Linked DNA regions of Sus scrofa: region 1 is linked to region 2. A link is a contact called in public HiChIP or PLAC-seq data. All regions are on one chromosome and are shown on one strand. The core of a region is the stretch at or near the end of the contact, and the rest is flanking DNA. Distances in the headings are between cores, read along the strand shown. Region 1 holds the start of TTF1 (transcription termination factor 1). Region 2 holds the start of SETX (probable helicase senataxin).

Region 1 (4,595 bases), core at 428-2,927, 42 kb after region 2:
AACAAAATTTCTTAAGAGAGACATTCCTCTCTCCATGTCTTTGCCTTCCAACCACTTCTTCTCTTTTTCTTTTTAGGGCCACACTCCTGGCATATGGAAATTCCCAGTCCAGGAGTCAAATGAGAGCTGTAGCTGCCGGCCAACACCAGAGCCACAGCAACCCGGGATCGGAGCTGTGTCTGCGACCTACCGACCTATACCACAGCTCATGGCAATGCCTGAGTGAAGCAAGGGATCGAACCCACGTCCTCAAGCATCTAGTTGGGTTCCTTACCCCTGAGCCACAATGAGAACTCCCCAACCACTTCTTAACCCACTTCTTTGCAGATTTCATCCCTGTTACTCCTCCAAGACTGCTCTGGTAAAAAATGCCTATGACCTGGAGTTCCTCTTGTGGCGCAGTGGTTAACGAATCCAACTAGGAACCATGAGGTTGCGGGTTCGATCCCTGCCCTTGCTCAGTGGGTTAAGGATCTGGCACTGCCATGAGCTGTGGTGTAGGTTGCAGACGTGGCTCGGATCCCTCGTTGCTGTGGCCCTGGCATAGGCCAGTGGCTGCAGCTCCGATTCGACCCCTAGCCTGGAAACCTCCATATGCCGCGGGAGCGGCCCAAGAAATGCCAAAAAAAGATTAAAAAAAAAAAAAAAAAAGCCTATGACCTTCAAGAGATTAAATTCAAGAGACACTTTCCTGGCTCATCTTCCAGGATCTCCTAATAACAATGAACAGAGCAGACAATTCCTTCAAATATTCTTTTACTTTCCATCAGTTTCTTTCCTTTTTGTAAATACCCCCGTAGCTTCTCCTTCTGATTTCTTGAAATGAGCTCAATCTTTTAAATATACCATCACTCCCCACTAAAAACTTCTTAGTTTCCCTCTTATTTTTAAGATAAAATCCCAAATCCTTACAGACCTACCACGCTCTTCATGAGCTAGTCTGGTCCATGTCCACCTCTCCACTTCTCATGTCTCTGGGTTGCAGACATCCTGCCTTCCTTCTGTTCTCAGAATACAGCACGGCCCTCCTTTTCGTTCTCAGGGACTTTGCAACAGCATCTCATCCTCCCAAGAATGCTTTCCCTCCACGTTACCTTTCTGAGCTATAACTGGTTTAAGTTTGGCCATCACGTCCTCTAATCCCTTAACTGAGTCCCGCCTCCCGGTTCGGCAGCGTTTCTCAATACTCTGGCTGCTTTCCGACTGCACTTCGCTCGGTTGTGACCTAACCCGCCTCCTAACGACTGGGATCTTCCTCTCCATCTGGCTCCCAAATGGTTACCTCCCCACTTATTCTGAACACACCACTTCCCGCCTGAAGGGACGTGCCCAAGCCTGGTCCCGGATTCCGTCCCCGCTTTGCGGTGCCAGCGAGACCTTGCTCCGCTCCGGGGTGGGCGTTCCGGAGCTGAGAGGGAGGAACCAACGAGCGGCCGACTCTCGACCCCGGCCTTGGTTCCCGTGTGGAAGGGCCTGGAGCGGCTGCGACCCCATCCCTGGGGCCCTGGGCCAAAGGCGGGTCCCCCGCGCGATGACAGCAGCCACACGCCGCTCGCTTTACAGACGAGCCCGGGGGAAAAAAAAACCCGGAACAAGTAAAAATCGCTTTCACCTACCGTCCGAACGCGTCCTCGCCTGCCTTCCAATCCGGAAGTGCCGGGGTTGTAGAAGCGGAAGTAGTTGTGCGTCACTTCCGGGCCCCGCCCCCGTCCGGCATCGCGCTGTCGCAGCAGCACGTAGGCCCCCAGGCTGTGACTCCCGCGCTGCTTTCTCCCGGTTTTGTTTCTGGGGTCTTGCGGGGTGGAATAGAGCAAGACCTAAAAATAAGAGAGTGGGACAGAGCCCCTCCATTGACTTGCTACATCATGCTTGCATTCCGTTTATTCAACAGGTTGTTTTTTGTTTTGTTTGTTTTTTGGCTGAGTTCCGTTCATAGTCGAGGGGTGAACGGGGTGGTTAACCCGAGGAAGACGAAGAACAAACACATAAAAAGAATTTAACATTATCATACAAGGAAAATGGAACAGGGTAATGTGATGGAGAAAGACGCGACAGTGAGTGCTAAGCTGGATAGTAGGGAAGGCTCTTGGACAAGTGACATGTGAGTTTTTCCAAATGAAGAGGGTGGGAAAAAATCTACAGGGAAGAGTGTTCCAGGCTGGGAGCAAATAGAGAGGACCTGAACTTGGTTGTTGGAGGAACGGAAAGAAGGCCAGGGTGGCCGAGCACAGTGAATGAGGGGCAGGGCAGTAGGTGAGGTCAGCCGGTGCAAGGTTAAATGGGTAGAGCTAAAGAAGCCTTGAAGATCTATCCTGAGTCTCCCATTTCCACTGAGTCCTGAAGAAACTGAGCTTATGACTGAAAGTAAAGCTGTAAGCAGGCCGTTAAGTCCAGTCCAGTCCATGCCACTCAAACTTTTAGCATTATTGCATAGTAAACATAATCACACCAACAAGAGTTCTCATTTAATCCAATAACAACCCCATGTTTCAGGAATCTTTATTAGGTAGTGTCAGCCTTGCCTTGTGTGTAAGAAAACTAGGGCTTCATGTAACTTGTCCCAGGGGACTTGTGCGGCTCCAGCTAGGATTCAAACTTGGGATCTACTCCAGTATCCTGCTCCTTGCTCTATACCATCTGGCTCCCTCTGTGTGAGCTGCCAAGCATCTTTAATTAAAAAGTGCACAGGAGTTCCCGTCGTGGCGCAGTGGTTAACGAATCCGACTAGGAACCATGAGGTTGCGGGTTCGGTCCCTGCCCTTGCTCAGTGGGTTAACGATCCGGCGTTGCCGTGAGCTGTGGTGTAGGTTGCAGACGCGGCTCGGATCCCGCGTTGCTGTGGCTCTGGTGTAGGCCGGTGGCTGCAGCTCCGATTCGACCCCTAGCCTGGGAACCTCCATATGCCGCAGGAGCGGCCCAAGAAATAGCAACAACAACAACAACAAAAGACAAAAAGACAAAAAAAAAAAAAAAAAGTGCACAACCTGTATTTCTGTGGAAGTCTGGAATTGAAGCAGCTAGATAAGCCATAAGCATACATAAGACACACACACACACACACACACACACACACACACACACACACACACACACACACACACGTCACCACCCAAGGGCTGCTCTTGGATGAGCAGATGCAAGTCTGCCTGGTTTCCTTGGGAAATTTAGTGCTGGTGTTGTCCACTGTTGGTATGTAAGGCTTTGAAGTGCTAGTTTGTTGTCTGTGCAGATTGCTCTGTGGTGAACCCCTTCCCCAGGGCCTTATGGATATTTGTACATTTTTTTATTCAAAGTTTTATTTATTTGATTTTATTGCTTTTTAGGGCCACACCCACAGCATATGGAGGTTCCCAGACTAGGGACTAAATCGGACCTGTAGCTGCCAGCCAACACCACAGCCACAGCAACGTGGGATTCGAGCTGCGTCTCCAACCTACACCACAGCTCAAGGCAATGCCAGATCCTTAACCCACTGAGCAGGGCCAGGGTTCAAACCTTCGTCTTCATGGATGCTAGTCAGATTTGTTAACTGCTGAGCCACGACGGGAACTCCCTATTTAAAAAATTTTAATTGACGGAGTTCCCGTCGTGGCGCAGTGGTTAACAAATCCGACTAGGAACCATGAGGTTGCAGGTTCGGTCCCTGGCCTTGCTCAGTGGGTTAACGATCCGGTGTTGCCATGAACTGTGGTGTAGGTTGCAGACGTGGCTCGGATCCCGCGTTGCTGTGGCTGTGGCATAGGCTAGTGGCTACAGCTCCAATTAGACCCCTAGCCTGGGAATCTCTATATGCCGCGGGAGTGGCCCAAGAAATAGCAAAAAAACAAAAATAAATAAATAAATAAATAAATAATTTTAACTGAGGAGTTCCCACTGTGGCACAGCAGAAATGAATCCAACTGGGAACCATAAGGTTGTGGGTTTGATCCCTGGCATTGCTCAGTGGATTAAGGATCCTGTGTTACTATGGCTGTGGCGTAGGCCAGCAGCTGTAGCTCTGATTCGACCCCTAGCCTGGGAACCTCCATATGCCGCGGGTGTGGTCCTAAAAAGACAAAAACAAAATTATAAATGGCACCAGTTGCACAGATGTTTAAAAAAAATTAATTGAAGTATAGTGGTTTATAACGTATTAGTTTTAGATGTACAGCAAAGTGATTCAGTCTATCTATCTTTTCAGATTCCTTTCCCTTATAGATTATTACAAAATATTGAGTGTAGTTCCCTGTGCTGTACAGTGTGTCCCTGTTGGTTATCTATTTGATACACAGTAGTGGGTATTTGTTAATCCCAAACTCCTAATCTATCCCTCCTTACTCCCCTTCCCCCCTTGGCAACCATAAGTTTGTTTTCTATGTCCGTGGGCCTCTTTCTGTTTTGTATATATGTTCATTGATATGTTTAAAAATTTATCTATTTATTTTGGCTGCACCCACAGCATGTGGAAGTCCCCAGGCCAGGAACCAAACTTGCAACAAGCTGCTGCAGTGACAGTGCTGGATGCTTAACCCGCTGCACCACCAGTGAACTCCTTTTTTTTTTTTTTTTTTTTTTTGATTCCACATATAAGCGATATCACATGATATTTGCCTTTC
Region 2 (4,964 bases), core at 752-3,251:
CCTTACCCGCTCTTCCTAAAATGCTTCCTAGTGTTTGGCATTGCCTGCCTTTATGGAAGCCCTTCCACCTGCCTTGAACACCCACCCTTCATATCTGCCTGTCTTTTAACCCTGGATGCATAAGAGACTCACCAAAGGAACTTGGGGAGGGGAAAAAAAAAAGGAGACGGTGAGATACTACTGATAAAATTCAGATTCATTTTAAAATAACTCCACCAGTGATTTTGACAACAAAGCCAGATTTAAGAACTTCCTATGTGCAACCCACAAACACCTTCAGGCCTGAGGGCTTGTCCGACTCAGCCCCTCCCTTCCACCCAGTCTTTGAGAAGCTTCTTCTCCAGCCCCTCAGGACTCTGTACAATTCTATTACTGCATTTACCACGTGGGCTGAGCTGTTTACTTTTCTGTCTCCCACCTACCTGCTAAGTTCTCTGCAATTCTGAGTCTACTAGGGAGCAAGGATCAGTTTTGTGTATGTATGAAGTGACTGAAAAAACATCTTAAATGTTTATTTAAAAATTAATTACCTGGAGTTCCCGTCCTGGCTCAGTGGTTAAGGAATCCGACTAGGAACCATGAGGTTTCGGGTTCGGGTTCAATCTCTGCCCTTGCTCAGTGGGTTAAGGATCCGGCGTTGCCATGAGCTGTGGTGTAGGTCGCAGATGCAGCTCGGACCCCGCGTTGCTGTGGCTCTAGTGTAGGCCGGTGGCTACAGCTCTGATTCGACCCCTAGCCTGGGAACCTCCATATGCTGTGGGAGCGGCCCAAGAATTTGCAAAAAGACAAAATAATAATAATAATAATTACCTGCGGTAATAGCCTACAGAGAAGTTGTCCTTGTAGTCAGATCCCTGGGCTTATCTGACACTGGGTGAAGATTTACATTCATATATACCCAGACTCTGGCCCCAAATGGACATTTCTGAAAAAGCAAAACAAAAGAAATCGGAGGAAGTGGTTTTTATACTCTCTCTCTTATCTGAGTTTCACATCAACTCTTGACAAGTAAGAACCCAATACATTCATTTGATGAAAAGGCTCAAGCTTAGAGAACTTAAGACAACTCGCCTACAGGTCTACAAGTAATGAAGGAATGGTGCAACTGCCATTCGGATGCCACCGGGAGGAGGAGTTCCACGGGAGACCTCGTCCCCACTTCGGGGACAGAGGGGCACTTTGCCGAAGACTCCCATGAGCACATGCAGATACATTCAGCCCCAGGACGGCAACTAACTCATCTGCACCGCTGCAAACGGCAGACCCCGGCGTTCTCCGCCCTTCGAGCCTCGTGCCCGCTTCCTTTCGGGCCACATCGTCGCTCCCGGAAGGTGGGGAGGGCGGCAAAGTCCCTCCGGCTGGCTGTCAGCGCTCCCCCGCCTTCAGGTGGGGCAGGGAGGGCTCAGGTGGCCCCTCGGGAGAGGCCAGCCCTCCAGAGGCACGCGCTTCGGAGCAGAGGGAGGAGGGGGCGTCGAGCCGAGACGTACTTACTACACCGAGACCCCCACCCACTCCCGCGGAAACGGCGCAGCGCCCAGACCGCAGAGAGCTCACACGGGACCGCCGCGTAGACCACGCGGAGGACGCGGACGGGGAAGCCGGCGCCCGGGCCCGGGGTGTAGGAGGCAGCGGAGGGCCCCCCACCCCAGAGGGCTGGACGCCGCGCAGCTGCTCCCGCCGGCGGCGCCGCGCCTCTCGTCAGGGAGGCAGACCAGCCCGCGCCGCCCCTCCCCCGCCCGCACGGGCCTCGCGCGCCGCGACGGTTACTCCACGCGGCCCCGCGCGCGCGCGCGCACGCCCGCTGGGCCTGCGGCCTCGAGCCCGCCGCTCGCCTCACCCCGCTCGGCTTCGCGCCCGCCGCCAACCCACCGCCATGCCTCGGCTCAGCAGTCTGCGGAGGGCGGAAGTGCGGGCGCGCACTCCATCCCCACCGCCCAACCCACGGGCGCCGCGAGCGCAGGCCCCGCCCCCTGCGCGGCGCCGGCCGTCTCCAGGCCCCGCCCCAGCGGCCGCTCTCTTGTTTTGATGCCCCAAGGGGCGGGGCGTGGGAAGAGAGGCTCCCGGGCTCCGCCTGGAGGCCGGGAGGCCGGAAAGCCAGGCGCTTGCGTCACTTCCAGACTACCGGGCCAGCCAATCAGGAGCGTCCGTGAGGGGAGGGGGGGAGTTTGCAGCTGAGCCGGGAGCCCTGCCTGCACCGCCCCGGATCTCTCCAAGCATCAGCGGCGCCTCGACGCCCCTACCTTTGGACGCCTTACCCTCCTGCCTTTTCCCGTTCCGTCCTTTTTCTTCTGTTTTCGACGCCTCGGGTGCTTCAGCAGGGGGCGTAAGGGATAGGGAGGGGATTTTTTTTTTCCTCTTTAGATTTCCTTTAAAGACCTAAAATATAATATGTAATCAACAAGTAATTTGGGGAAAATATGTGTGTATACACACACACACTATATATATAGTATTATGGAAAAGGGATACATTACGTTAGACAACTATAAATGTAATAAAGTGCCTTAGGTAATAAAAAAATACTTTTGGAGACAGAAAGGTAAAAAGAATTTATAAAGGGATACGTTTTAAAAAAGAAAGAAAAACCGGAGTTCCCGTCATGGCACAGCAGAAACGAATCCGACTAGGAACCATGAAGTTAAGGGTTCCATCCCTGGCCTCGCTCAGTAGGTTAAGGATCTAGTGTTGCCGTGAGCTGTGGTGTAGGTCGCAGGCAAGGCTCGGATCCCGAGTTGCTGTGGCCTAGGCTGGCGGCTACAGCTCTGATTCTACCCCTAGCCTGGTAACCTCCGTATGCCCCAGTGCCCCCTAAAAGGATTAAAAAAAAAAAATTAAGAAGAGATTAACTATCCGCTGGAGAAGAAACAATACAGAATGTGATAGTAAACCCCCCTCGAAAGCCTATCCATTTTTTTTTTTTTAAACGCATAATACAGACTTTAACGGTGGGGCATCACCACTAGCCTCCTATTTTATTAATAGAGGAGAGGAAAAACAAAATAATTACTGGTTCCGATCAAGGCTCTAAAGGAAAGAAGAGGCTGAGATGGGCCCGATGCGGACAGGCCTGGCAGCGACGACCGCGCCGAGGAGAACCCTAACCGAAGAATGAGAGGGCTCGCCGGGGAGAACGGGGAAGGCACCTGCCGAGGGAACGTTCCAGAAAGGGGGTGGGGCCGGTCGGGAAGCCCGGACAGCCGTTAGGGGACTTGACCAACCCCAGGGGCTGAAGTCCGAGCGCGAGGTCAAGACCGTTATTTTCCTCGCTTCTAGATTTTTCTCTGCCCGGTGAAATGTTGAAGCCACATTCACATCCCGCGTTGCAAAGAGTTACAAAACCGAAGCTATATTGCGTTTTAAGTTGTGTATATATCCGTTCAAAAATAATATGCTTTTGAAAAACAGGGATCTGGATGGCCATTGAAAAAAAGCTTTTTTTTTTTTTTAGAAAGAGAAACAAGTGAAGAACATCTTTTAAATTTTACCATTTATCTTTATACCAATACAGTCAAAAACACAATTTTTGATGTTTTTAAGAACGTGCCCATGAAGGCAGAAAGTGCCTAGCACCCACTGAAGTCATAATTCCATCCTGCCTCTGAGCCCGCTGTGAACTTTCCCTTATAATTTTATCACATACAACTTGGAATGGATTTACAATGAGATCCTGCTGAGTAGCATTGAGAACTATGTCTAGATACTTATATTGCAAGAGAACAAAGGGTGGGGGAAAAAATGTATACATGTAAGTGTAACTTGGTCCCCATGCTGCACAGCGGAAAAAATAAATTTAAAAGAAAGTAAAAAAAAAATAATTTTATCACATTTGTCTTTAACCTGTACATGTATTGTTTTTTGTGTTTAAATTTTAGGAAATTAGATGGCGTTTTTCTGCAATTCGCTTTTTACACTCAGAGAGTCATTGATCTTAGGTACTTTGTAGAGCCCAAACTTTACACAACTTGAGGCCTGGTCTTGATATTTAGTTGAAATAAATATCACACATTTCTAAACAGACAAAACTGGGAATCCTGTTGTGGCTAAGCAGGTTAAGCCTCAGACTAGTAAACCTGAAGATGCAGGTTCAATCCCTGGCCTTGTTCAGTGGCATAAGGATCCAGCCTTGCTGCAAGCTGCATTTTTAGATACATATTGTAAGTTTTATGCGTCAGTATTTTAGGTCAAATTTTTAGTGCTTTTTCCAGTATGATCATTTGACTCACTTTTCATCATTTGGATTATCAACAATCCCGGAACATATTACTAGTTATTTTTATCTCAAATGGACCTATTCTTAATTACTAAATTTTTGTTTTAATGATTTCTAGTGATTTCATCATCATTAATTTTCACTTTTGCCTCATATTCCATTATTTTTGTCAACTTTCTATAATTTACATACAATTTACTCAATAAAATACATACTTGATGTATATGGTTGAGGATTTTTTTTGGTTTTTTGGATTTTTTTTTTGCTATTTCTTTGGGCCGCTCCCACGGCATATGGAGGTTCCCAGGCTAGGGGTCCAATCGGAGCTGCAGCCGCCGGCCTACACCAGAGCCACAGCAACGCGGGATCCCAGCCGCGTCTGCAACCTACACCACAGCTCACGGCAACGCCGGATCGTTAACCCACTGAGCAAGGGCAGGGACCGAACCCGCAACCTCATGGTTCCTAGTCGGATTCGTTAACCACTGCGCCACGACGGGAACTCCTGATTGAGGAGTTTTAACAACTCATTTCATGTAACCATCTCTAAGCTAGATATAAAACATTTCCTTCATCCCGGAAAAGTGCCCTTGTGCCACTGGGCAGTAATTCTTCCTCCTATTCACCCAGTGAAATCATCGATCTGATTTCTCTTAACATATCTATCACCATGGACTCGTTGAGACTATTCTAGAACTCTATCAATGGAATTATACATTATGTAGTCTCTGACTGGTTTTGTGCAACATGAAGT

What was found. HiChIP or PLAC-seq counts read pairs in DNA pulled down with a chosen protein or histone mark.
Region 1: a contact with region 2 is called in an H3K27ac HiChIP or PLAC-seq map of alveolar macrophages. The contact joins the promoter of TTF1 here to the promoter of SETX in region 2. A contact is called at or near these places in 4 of 47 Hi-C or Micro-C datasets (differentiating spermatogonia, heart right ventricle, liver and 1 more) and 1 of 2 datasets of contacts at active chromatin or transcription factors (alveolar macrophages).

What each region holds. Positions count from the first base shown.
Region 1 is chr1:272,210,827-272,215,421 of Sscrofa11.1, forward strand. It overlaps TTF1 (transcription termination factor 1), which reads right to left and starts at 1,678. Exons shown (of 12, transcript XM_021070753.1): 1 at 1,617-1,678.
Region 2 is chr1:272,168,855-272,173,818 of Sscrofa11.1, forward strand. It overlaps SETX (probable helicase senataxin), which reads right to left and starts at 2,002. Exons shown (of 26, transcript XM_021070661.1): 1 at 1,870-2,002; 2 at 811-925.